Regions from separate parts of the Rattus norvegicus genome. Here region 1 is linked to region 2. Evidence: chromatin contacts called from public Hi-C data. All regions are on one chromosome and are shown on one strand. Each heading gives the region's core, a stretch centred on a gene start, on an enhancer-like site or on the middle of the called end of the contact. The rest is flanking DNA. Distances are from core to core; before and after follow the strand shown. Region 1 holds the start of Ubash3b (ubiquitin associated and SH3 domain containing, B). Region 2 overlaps Ubash3b (ubiquitin associated and SH3 domain containing, B).

Evidence for each region. Hi-C and Micro-C count contacts between places; a contact is called where the count stands out from the background.
Region 1: a Hi-C map of frontal cortex shows a contact between it and region 2, with 1.6 times the contacts expected there. The contact joins the promoter of Ubash3b here to the enhancer-like site in region 2. A contact is called at or near these places in 2 of 12 Hi-C or Micro-C datasets (the A7r5 cell line and frontal cortex) and 1 of 1 datasets of contacts at active chromatin or transcription factors (oligodendrocytes).

What each region holds. Positions count from the first base shown.
Region 1 is chr8:50,427,150-50,432,355 of GRCr8, reverse strand. Ubash3b (ubiquitin associated and SH3 domain containing, B) reads left to right here and starts at 3,335. Exons shown (of 14, transcript NM_001191792.1): 1 at 3,335-3,501. The coding sequence starts at 3,374.
Region 2 is chr8:50,323,936-50,328,737 of GRCr8, reverse strand. The region is part of intron 1 of Ubash3b (ubiquitin associated and SH3 domain containing, B); the gene reads left to right. Among named protein-coding and RNA genes, the nearest start is that of Crtam, 52 kb to the right of the region's middle. Within about 2 kb of position 1,972, at least 53 of the 93 cell types and tissues checked have an H3K27ac peak or open chromatin away from gene starts, as enhancers often do.

The sequences.
Region 1 (5,206 bases), core at 2,086-4,585, 100 kb before region 2:
CCTCCTTTGCAACATAACAATATGGATGTTTATAAAGCTTCTGCTCAGCTCTCAGAGTCAATACAATTAAAGCACAATGTATCTTAATTGCCAGCCCTCCAGCCTTGTGCAGAGCAAATGGCAGCCAGCCCAATGAAAACAAGTTCAGGCACTGAGCTCAGGCAGGGTGAGGAGCCAGGCTGGGGCTTCTGCAAAAACCCCATCCTAGACATAACAGAAAATGGTTTGCCTCAAAGGCGCCTGGTTCTCAGTGGTGGCCTTTGCCGGCTCTTTGCAACTGTTTTTGGGCCCGTCATTTTCTCTGCCCCACAGTTTTCCAGAGGCAGGGGGAAGGCAACTAAAGCCAACTAACTGTCTAGAGAAACAGCTCCAATCAAGAGTCACAGAGGGCAATCACAGAGCGGGGGTGGGGGGGGTGGGGAGGTGGGGGGTGGGGAGTGGGGGAACCGGGGTTGGGGGTAGTGGGAGGGTGGTGTCTGTAATCGAGTACTTGAAAGGAGGCTGATGCGGGAAGGTCTTCACTGTGAGGTTAACCTGGGCTACACAGGAAGACTGCCACAAACAATAGACAGACAGACAGACAGACAGACAGACAGACAGACAGACTCCGCTGCCTTATGGTCAGGCATCCTCTTTGCCATCATTACAGTAAGTGGTTGTTGGTTTCCTATGAAAGTTCCTTTCATCCGTTTATTTCATCTATATTTTGCCCACATATATGTCTGTGTACCACATGCACACTTGGTGTCTGTGGAGGTCAGAAGAGGGCGTCAGACTTCCTGGAATGGCAGTTACCACATGGTTATGAACTACCTTGTAAGTGTTGGGACTTGAACCTGGATCCTCTGCAAGAGCAACAAATGCTCTCAGAGAATGAGCCATCATCTCTCCAGCTGCCGCCCCTCCCCAGAAGTTGGAATTTCTTAAGAAGAAACTTTGGCCCAGTGAGATGGCTCAGAAGAAGCACTGAAGACCTGAGTCTGGTCCCTGGGATCCACCCAGCAGAGGGAGAGAACTGACTCCTGCAAATTTTCTGATCTCTACACCCACACTGTTGCACTCTAGTAAACACACACACACACACACACACACACACACAAATAGAAAAATAAAAATGTAAAAGAAGACATCACAATGTAACCTGAAGCTCTTGCACACCCAGGACATGGGTGCAGGTTTCTCAAGAGAGAGAGTCGCTTTATCGCTGGTCAAAACATGGGATGAGCTACAGATGTAAAATCCTAAGGACAGCGCCAGCATCTAGGGCTCACTAAACCAGAGCTGCTGTTTTGTGCACGGCTTTGGATGCACACAGTGCTGCCACAGACAGTATTTTCTCTTGGACTGAAATCCAGATCATCTGGCTCAAGCCCAGATATCTGAAAAAAGGGCTTTAGAATGCTGACTGCTATCCAGTAGACTCCCGAACACATCCCAAGGAGATTAGTCTATGGGTTATGGTTTTCCAAGCTGCCTCCAACCACTGCCTTAGCTAGACATTTCCTCTCTGGGAAGAAGAAACTCTCCCACCAAGGAAGTGGTAATTGCCCTCAGTCTCATTCATAATACCAGGCAGAAATATGCAAATTCTTACCCAGACTTCCTTGGTCTCACCTTCCCACTTCCAAATGCCATGGGTACTTTGAAGAAACACCAGTGGAGGATGAGAGGTCAGGGAATTAAACTTCAATTTTCTTGGGTGCCTTATAAAGCAACATTTAAAGCTACAGTGAGGGCTTTCTTTATACATGCTGGTCACCCTCCCTTGCACCCTAAGCAGGCAAGCAGGGAAGAACTGTGGTATCTAGAGAGTCTGGTGTGTAGGGAGTTCAGCAACTATTGTTACGTAGATGAGACTCCAAGGCTGTTGAGGAGAGAGGTAACTTGCCCAGGGCAACACAATGAGTCATCTCTTCACTTGGGAGCTCTTTGATTTTCCTCTGCCCCTCTGAGATGAGTTTTCTCATCTATAGAACGAGACTATACAGGTAGGCATCCTCGAGGCCACTTGTAAAAGGCTCGTGGTTAATTCAGCTATTATGCTTAGCACAATCATTGGCATACAAATAGATCCAATAAATGTTAGGTATCATCATCATCACTACCACCACCACCATCAACATCACCACCACGGCCATCACCGCCATTACTACTACTATTCCCCCAAAGAAGATCTGTGCCTCTTCTATTACACCAAATGGAATCAGTTCTTGATTGAGAAAAATGGCTTTGTTTCCTGATGATCACACTTTAATGGGCAACAGCAGTAATGACTTCTGTTCTTTGAGGCAGGATTGCTGGTTCTACTGAGCTGGGTGTGTGTGTGTGTGTGTGTGCGCGCGCGCGCGCGCACGCACGCGCGCGCCTCTCATTTGTGGCCTCTGGGCAGCAGGGATCCAGTCTTCGAACCCTTTTATTGATAGGGTGCATGCTGTCTTATGAAAGTCAACACTTTCCATTTGTAAGTGCTATAATTAGTGTCCTTTCTCTCTTCCTTCTCTTTCTAGCTCCTAGCCCTTCATTTCTCTGCTTCCCCTCCCTTTTTTTTCTTCCCCTTTCTCTTTTCCCTTCCTCCCTGGCCTCTGCTCTCTCAGGTCCTACCATTTCCAAAACTCAGACGCCCCTTTCCAGAAGTCGCTCTCCAGTCAATCACTGAGGGCTGTGGCCTACAGTGAGGTAACAACTTTGTAACTTTAGCGGGATCTATTTGAAGTGACACCTTTCCCGGGCCTTACGGCTTAGCCTTCTGCTCCTCTCATCTAGTCATGCAGTAGGTTTCCATTACTGACCTCGCCAATGATCAAATGAAACGTGAAATGGGCTATTCTGGAGCCTCGAGGCCCAGATGGGTCGATATGCAAGCCAAGGGGCAAAGCTAGGGCCCTGCGAATCGAAGCACACTGGCCTACTTCGTTGCCGGAGAGGAGACCTTCTGTCTAGAAGCAATCCCTACTATGGCTGGCTGGATTCCAGCCAGCCCAGCTTGGGCCGGCGCGGCCGCTTTAAGAGAGGGGCGGGGCCCGGCACAGGCGAGGCAGGGCCTGCCCACAAGGCTGCTTTTCCTTTTTGATCCATTCAAAAATTACTCATTGCAAATTCCCGGACAGCTCAGGGAGGAGAAGCTGGGGGGGGCGGAGGACAGAGAAAGCTGCAGCAGCGCAACGCTGGGACTCCTGGACCCCGCGGGCTGAGGTCGGACCTGCAGCAGCCACCGGCCCGCGCCGAGCTCCAGTAGCCTCTCCAGGAAGCGTCAGTCTCAGCTCGGAGATCTGGGAGCGCCGCCCCCGCCGTCCTCCCGGGACCCCCGGCTCTGGCGCGCGGGCGATGGGCGGCCGCTGAGCGGTCACTCGGCATCGCGACCCCAGCCCTAGGCATGGCCGCGCGCGAGGAGCTGTACAGCAAAGTCACCCCGCGTAGGGACCGCCTGCAGCGTCCGGGCACCGTCAGGCATGGGTCGGCGCTGGACCTGCTCCTGTCCATGGGCTTCCCCCGCGCCCGCGCGTAAGTCACCCGCTTCGGCCCCTCGACCCTCGACTTCGCTCCGGCTCGCCGTGCTGGCGCTGCCTGAGACCTGCTTAGGGAAACGCGATGGGCGTACTGGAGGCGGGAGTGCCGGGCTAGGGGCTTGCTTGGGGATGCTGGACGTCCGGGGCATCGGGTTCGAATCCCTGGTTTCGCGGGTAGCTCTGGGCGATTCGCGCGCGCTCCCCCAGAGGTCTTCTTATATTAAGCCCAGGAGAGGCGGGTCCCTTGGAGGACTTGGGTCCCCTATCGATCCAGAGTGCTGAGCAGGTTTGGAAGCGGGGGTCGGGGGTCGGTCTACTGGTGGCTGGGGAAAGGCAAGGGGCAGCAGGGCAGGGTGGCCGGCGCCCCCGCTGCAGCGGCTTCCAGCTCCGGATGTCGCTCTTGAGCTCCGGCTCCCTCCGGAGTGGGAGGAGCGGGAGCGTGGGTGTCGCTGCGTGTTCATTGATAGAGAGGATGGGATGGGAAGGAGAATTCCTCCAGGGGACCAGGGTTCTCGTCAGTGGTGACGGCAGCGCAGAAAGCTGTGGGTGCTCGAAAGTATGGGGTTGGGGAGCTGCCCTCCTGCCTCCTTATTCCTTTCTGAGGGTGGGCAGGCGAAGGGCAGAGAGCGCAGGTGGCTGTCGCTGTAGCCTTCTGGGAAGAGCAGGGTTGCCAGCGCCAGGCTGCAACAGTTCTCTGGAGCTGGTGCACACCAGGGCAAGGGGCTGGAATCTCGTCTGATAGAAAGCCGGCGCCTTCTCTGGTTAATTCCTGGCTTGCTTGTTTCCTCGGTGGGGACACAAAGTTCGGAAGGTGCAGCTCTCTCACTCTTTTAATTACATCACCAGAATTGAAGAGTTGGCGAACTTAATCAGATAGGGTCGAGTCAGTAAGTTCGTTCCTTCCTCGGCGTTCATTCATGCGGTAACTCCAGGGGTGTCCTTCCTTTGAGCCTTGTTTTCTTACTAACCTGGGGGCAGCCTAAGCAAAGCGGACTCCTATTCAGGAATGTATGATCCTACCCAACCTGCTCAGACAGGCTGCAGTGCTGTTTGGCCCGGTCCGTGAAAGGCTAAAAAGTGGACCAAGATATTTGCTTCCTGCTGACTTTGAAATATTAGGACTTCAGCACAGCACAGGGAGAGGATGTGAAAGGTTTTGCATGGGATGCCAAGTGAGGGTCCTTCATGGAAAGCCTTGAGGATGGGTGGGGATCTAGGGCCTCGTGAGAACTGGGGCGGAGTCCAAATATGCTGTAGAAGTTGCTTAGTTCTAGGCTGCTGCCATTTCTGAAGTGAGATCAGCGTCAAGGACCCGAATTGCTTAATTAAATGATGAAGCGCTAGAGTGGACTCTTTAGATTTTCATATTTGATATTCAGTGAGCTTTAAGTCTGTTTTCTTCAATGGGCCTCAGAGGCCTTGCTCGGGTCATGATAGACTAGGATGGCTTGCCTATGTCTTCTTTAATCCCCGAGATCACATAATAGCAAGATTACTGATGACGTACTATTGATGCTTGGAAACACTGTATTTTCATTTCCTACATATACTCCTAGTGAAGACATATTCCATGCCTGTTTTATGACTTAGGAAGCTGGTGTTTGAAGAGGTTATGCAGTATACTTAGGGTCACAGTAGTTAGGGAGAAAGCAGAGACTCCAACCCAGACCTTGTGTCTTCACTGTCAGACCTCAGAGGAA
Region 2 (4,802 bases), core at 723-3,222:
TTGGCTACACAGTTAACTTTAGGCCAGCCTGGGCTAAATAAGACCTTGTCTCAAAACAAGGCATGGTTTGGCCATTGTGTCTCCATTGTCCGCTGCAGCACAAATGGCTTCTTTGTGTGTCTGGACTTTGCTACTGAGAAACAGAATTGACTCCACCTAAGTCTGCCTGACCCTCAGAATGGCACAGACCGTTAAACTAATTTCCAACAAAGAGTTGTCTGGTTAATTAGGCCATTTTAAATTCAATTAAATGTGTTAGGTATGAAAGATTAATGCTATCCTGCAGGTTGAGTGGGTTTTTTTTTTATTTTTTGCATCTTGGAGATCATATTAAATATTTCCAAAATGTAAGGTTGTCTTGGCGACATGAAGAAGAGATATAATTAATTTAATTTTGGTTATGTCAGGTGTTTTATCCACTCGGAGGATTCTGTACCTGGCCTTGTATCTTCTTTTTTCTTTACAAATAGGTCTTTTGAACACAGACAACTGGAACGCACACAATGGGCTGGGGTGCGGGTAGGGGGTGGGGGGAGGCTGTGTTCCTGACTAAGAGCCTCTCTGAGTAGACTACACTGCAGTAGGGAAAAGTGTCTCTAAGCCCCAGATCAGAAATCTAAAAGGCTCTCACAGTTTCTTTTCAAGTTTAGCATGGTGTTTGAGGCGGTTCTCAACCTGTGGGTCGCATGTCAGCTGTCCTGCATACCGGACACTTAACGTGACGGTTCATAACAGTAGCAAAATTACGGTTATGAAATAGCAAAGAAAATAATTTTATGGTCGAGGGCATGTCTTAGTCAGGGTTTCTATTCCTGCACAAACATCATGACCAAGAAGCAAGCTGGGGAGGAAAGGGTTTATTCAGCTTACACTTCCACATTGCTGTTCATCACCAAAGGAAGTCAGGACTGGAACTCAAGCAGGTCAGGAAGCAGGAACTGATGCAGAGGCCATGGAGGGATGTTTCTTACTGGTTTGCTTCCCCTGCCTTGTTCATCTTGCTTTCTTATAGAACCCGAGACCATCAACCCAGGGACAGCACCACCCACAATGGGCTGGGTCCTCCCACCTTGACCACTAGTTGCAAAAATGTCTTACAATTGGATCTCACGAGGGCATTTCCACAACTGAGGCTCCTTTTCCTGTGGTAACTCCAGCTTGTGTCAAGTTGACACACAAAACCAGCCAATACAAGGGCACCACATGAGGAACTATATCAAGGGAGCACAGCATGGGGAAGGTTGAAAAGCACTGAGCTAGAGTAACATGGAGAACAGTTTCATAGGGAATTAAGAGAAGAGGCTCTTGTGGCATCTGGATATGACTGACTCAAACCTGGATCAGACCGTGGTCCCTGAAAGATACCCACCAATCAGGAACCAGCACTGCGGGCCTTTGGCTTGGCTCTTCATTTTCATCTGATTCTGTGCAATTTCTTAAGGAAAAACAGGCAGGGGGTGAGGGGACAACGAAGAGAAGGAAAGAGGGAAGGGGCTGGGAGAAAGAGAAGGACTGTGGGTGAGAAAGGAAGGAGGAAAGGAGAGGGGGAATGCTGTCACAGGCAAACCAGCAGGAAAGTTTCTTTGTGAACCTTCTAAAGCATGATCCTTGAGGCCATCTTTCCACATGCAAAGATCTGAAGATCCTGGGAGCTGGGAGCAGCAGGAGGACTCCCAGCTAAGGGGAGACTCCCAGCAGAGAGGAGGACTCCCAGCAGAGGGGAGGACCCCCAGCAGAGAGGATTCCCAGCTGAGGGGAGGACTCCCAGCTGAGGGGAGGACTCCCAGCAGAGGGGGGAGGACCCTCAGTAGAGGGTAGAACCCCCAAAGGGGAGGACTCACAGCAGAGGAGGTGATTGGTTGGCGATACTGCTGGCTCCTCCCAGCGGCTGGGACCTTCATAGAGGCCCGTTTGGCTCATCTGTCTTGTCCCTCAGCCCTTGCTTTTGTGTCAGCTGTTCTGGTCTCCTTCCTTGGTAGGCAGAAAGCAGGATGTTTTGTTTCATTGTCAACTACAAATGATTTAAGACCAGGCTGTTTGATGTGATGGAATGTCGGGAACTCACAGAGTGTCCCCACCCACTGGTCTCACGTGAGACCACCCTACCAAGAGTGTTTGTCCTCCGAACTGCCCCAACGTCACCTGAAGGTGGGGCTGGACTCTCACAGTCCAGGCTGAAGGGGAGCTTCTCTACCTGCAGAGGACGGGACTCTGAAGTGAAACCCCTGCCAGCCTCTGAGTTGCGCTGAGGGGAGCAGATGCCTGGCCTGAGCTGGGGCTTGGCCGTTCCCATCATCCTCCCACTGGCCCTTGGCGTTGGCCCCAGGGGTAGGCCGTGGGGGTGGTGCTCTATGGCAACTTGCTCTTCATCTGAGCAGAGCTGGGAGTCTGCAGCTGCTGTTCCGCGCGGGCCTGTTCTGTGGGCAGAGTTCTGGGAACAGACTCAATCCGTTGTAACCAGCTTGCTTTGAGCCTCCCGGCCTCCCTCTGAGGAATGGGGTTTTCCCTGCCTAGCAAGTTCACTCCTCTGTTTCAGAGGTATGAATTGACTTTCTAGAAACCTTTAGAAGTACATTTAAGAACCACTGTGCGCTCACCACAAAGCCCTGACAGCCTGAGTTCAATCCATTACCGCAGGAGGGTACCAACTCCTGCAGCTCCTCTGGCCTCATCACCACCACACTTCCCTCCCCCAAAAAAGGAGGGAGGCGGAAGCTGGAGAGTTAGCTCAGCAGTTAAAAGCACTTGCTGCTCTTCCAGAGGACCAGAGTTTAGTTCCCAGCACCCGCGTGCTGGCTCACAATCTTCTATAACTCCAGTTCTGTGGGAGTCAGTGCCCTGACCTCTGTTGGTACTAGGCACGAACACGGTACATACACATACATGCAGACGTGTCAAATAAATCTAAAAAGACAGGTTTAAAAACAATGTTTAAAACCTATTTCTTCCAGAATATTTCTTAAGGCTCAAGGGCCCTTGGTGCTGTTGCCAACACAGCTAACCCTCTCCGGGCAGGGTGTGTTAAGTACGAAGCTCCTCCCTCAGCCTTGCATTCTGTGTGAAGACCTGTTTAGGTGTCTTTAACCTGTATGCCACTCAAACCTTCCATTATCTCAATCCACCCTCCCACCTCTGAACCTTCTCCAAATAACAAGACTTTTAAGTTAGGGAGACCATAACTTAATTAGATCTCTCATTTCCAGAGGATTCTCGTGGCGGCTTCTCCAAAGAAATAAATTAAATTTCAGTCAGCTGTATTTCGTTGGGGGGAAGGGTGCAAGACAAAGAAATTGGATGCTCTCTATAAATAGCACATTGTCTGGGCTGAAAATGAGTTCTCATCCCAATTGTTTTGGGAACAATGGGTCCTTCTGGGGGCATTTAATAGCCTCCAACAACCCCTGACTGGTAGGCTTTTTTTTTTTTAATGTGGCTTCTCTACCTAAAAAAGGGAGGTGTGGGTCTCAACCCCCGGCAGTAGTAGTGGGGATGAGAGTGCTCCCTGCTTCTAAGCTGCCTTTACCAGCTTCCTTTCCCAGAGGCCCACCTCTTTTCTCCTGGACTTCATCTCAGTGAATAGTTTGTGTCTCACCCCATGCTGTTCCAGGTAGCCCATCGCTGGGGAGTTAATAAGGGAGAAAAGCCAGGCCTGCTTTGAGCAGATTTCTTCACATCTCTCTCCTGGAGTTTTCCTTGGGAGGCTGAAGAAACTGGGCACACACATGATATCTAAAGTCTCTCCCAGCCTGACCCAGAGACTCACTCATGGCTCTGAGTGGTCCATGGAGGGGGGCGGGGGAGACCCAGGATCCTCGGGTGAGAAGGAAAAGGATACTTGGAAAGAGTGACAGTTCAATTTGAATTCCTTCCCTCCTTCCCTTCAGCCCGAGGACCCCAAATCAGTGTAGTGGAAAGCACAAAAGTCATTACTTACTGATGGCTTGCTTTGAAAATGATCTCATACTGGCCACCTGTGATGTGTCAGGCACTAGCTAGCCAAGGCTCCGTGTAATATGACCCATCTTTACATTCCAGGACAGAGTAGAGACACGGTGTCTACCCACCACAGCCACCCCTCCCCTCCCAGTGAGTCGTCACCTTACAGTTCACAGTGCCTCTGCCTTGGTGCTGTCATTAGACTTCTGTACATTGTCAAGGTTCTCAGGCTTCCCCTCCATTACTACTACGATTACTATTACTACCACTATTACTATTACTACCACTATTACTATTACTACCACTACTACTATTACTACCACTACTATTATTACTATTACTACCACTACTACTATTACTACCACTACTACAACTACTATTATTACTATTACTACCACTATCACTATTATTACTACTATTACTACCACTACTATTATTACTATTACTACCACTACTATTATTACTATTGCTACTACTATAATTACTACTACTATTACTACTATTACTACCACCACCACTACTACTATTACTACTACTATTACTATTACTACAATTACTACTGTTATTACTATTGAGTCAAGGTCTCACCCTGTAACCCTGGCTGGCCTGAAATTCTCTATGTAGACCAGGCTAAACTCTGCTCCCCCCCCCCCAGTGTTGGATCAAACATGTGCACCACCATACCCAGTTCCCTCCACAGCTCTTGCCCCCAGAGTAATCAGATAGTTAGCTTCTAGCTCTTGTTTTCCTGCCTACTGGACCACATACCCCAGGGACAGGGACCGTGTGAATCTTGTTCCCCGTGAATCAGCACCAAAGCAGGATGCAAACCCAGAGCTCTGTGGCTCTGGCTGACCTGGCTTTGC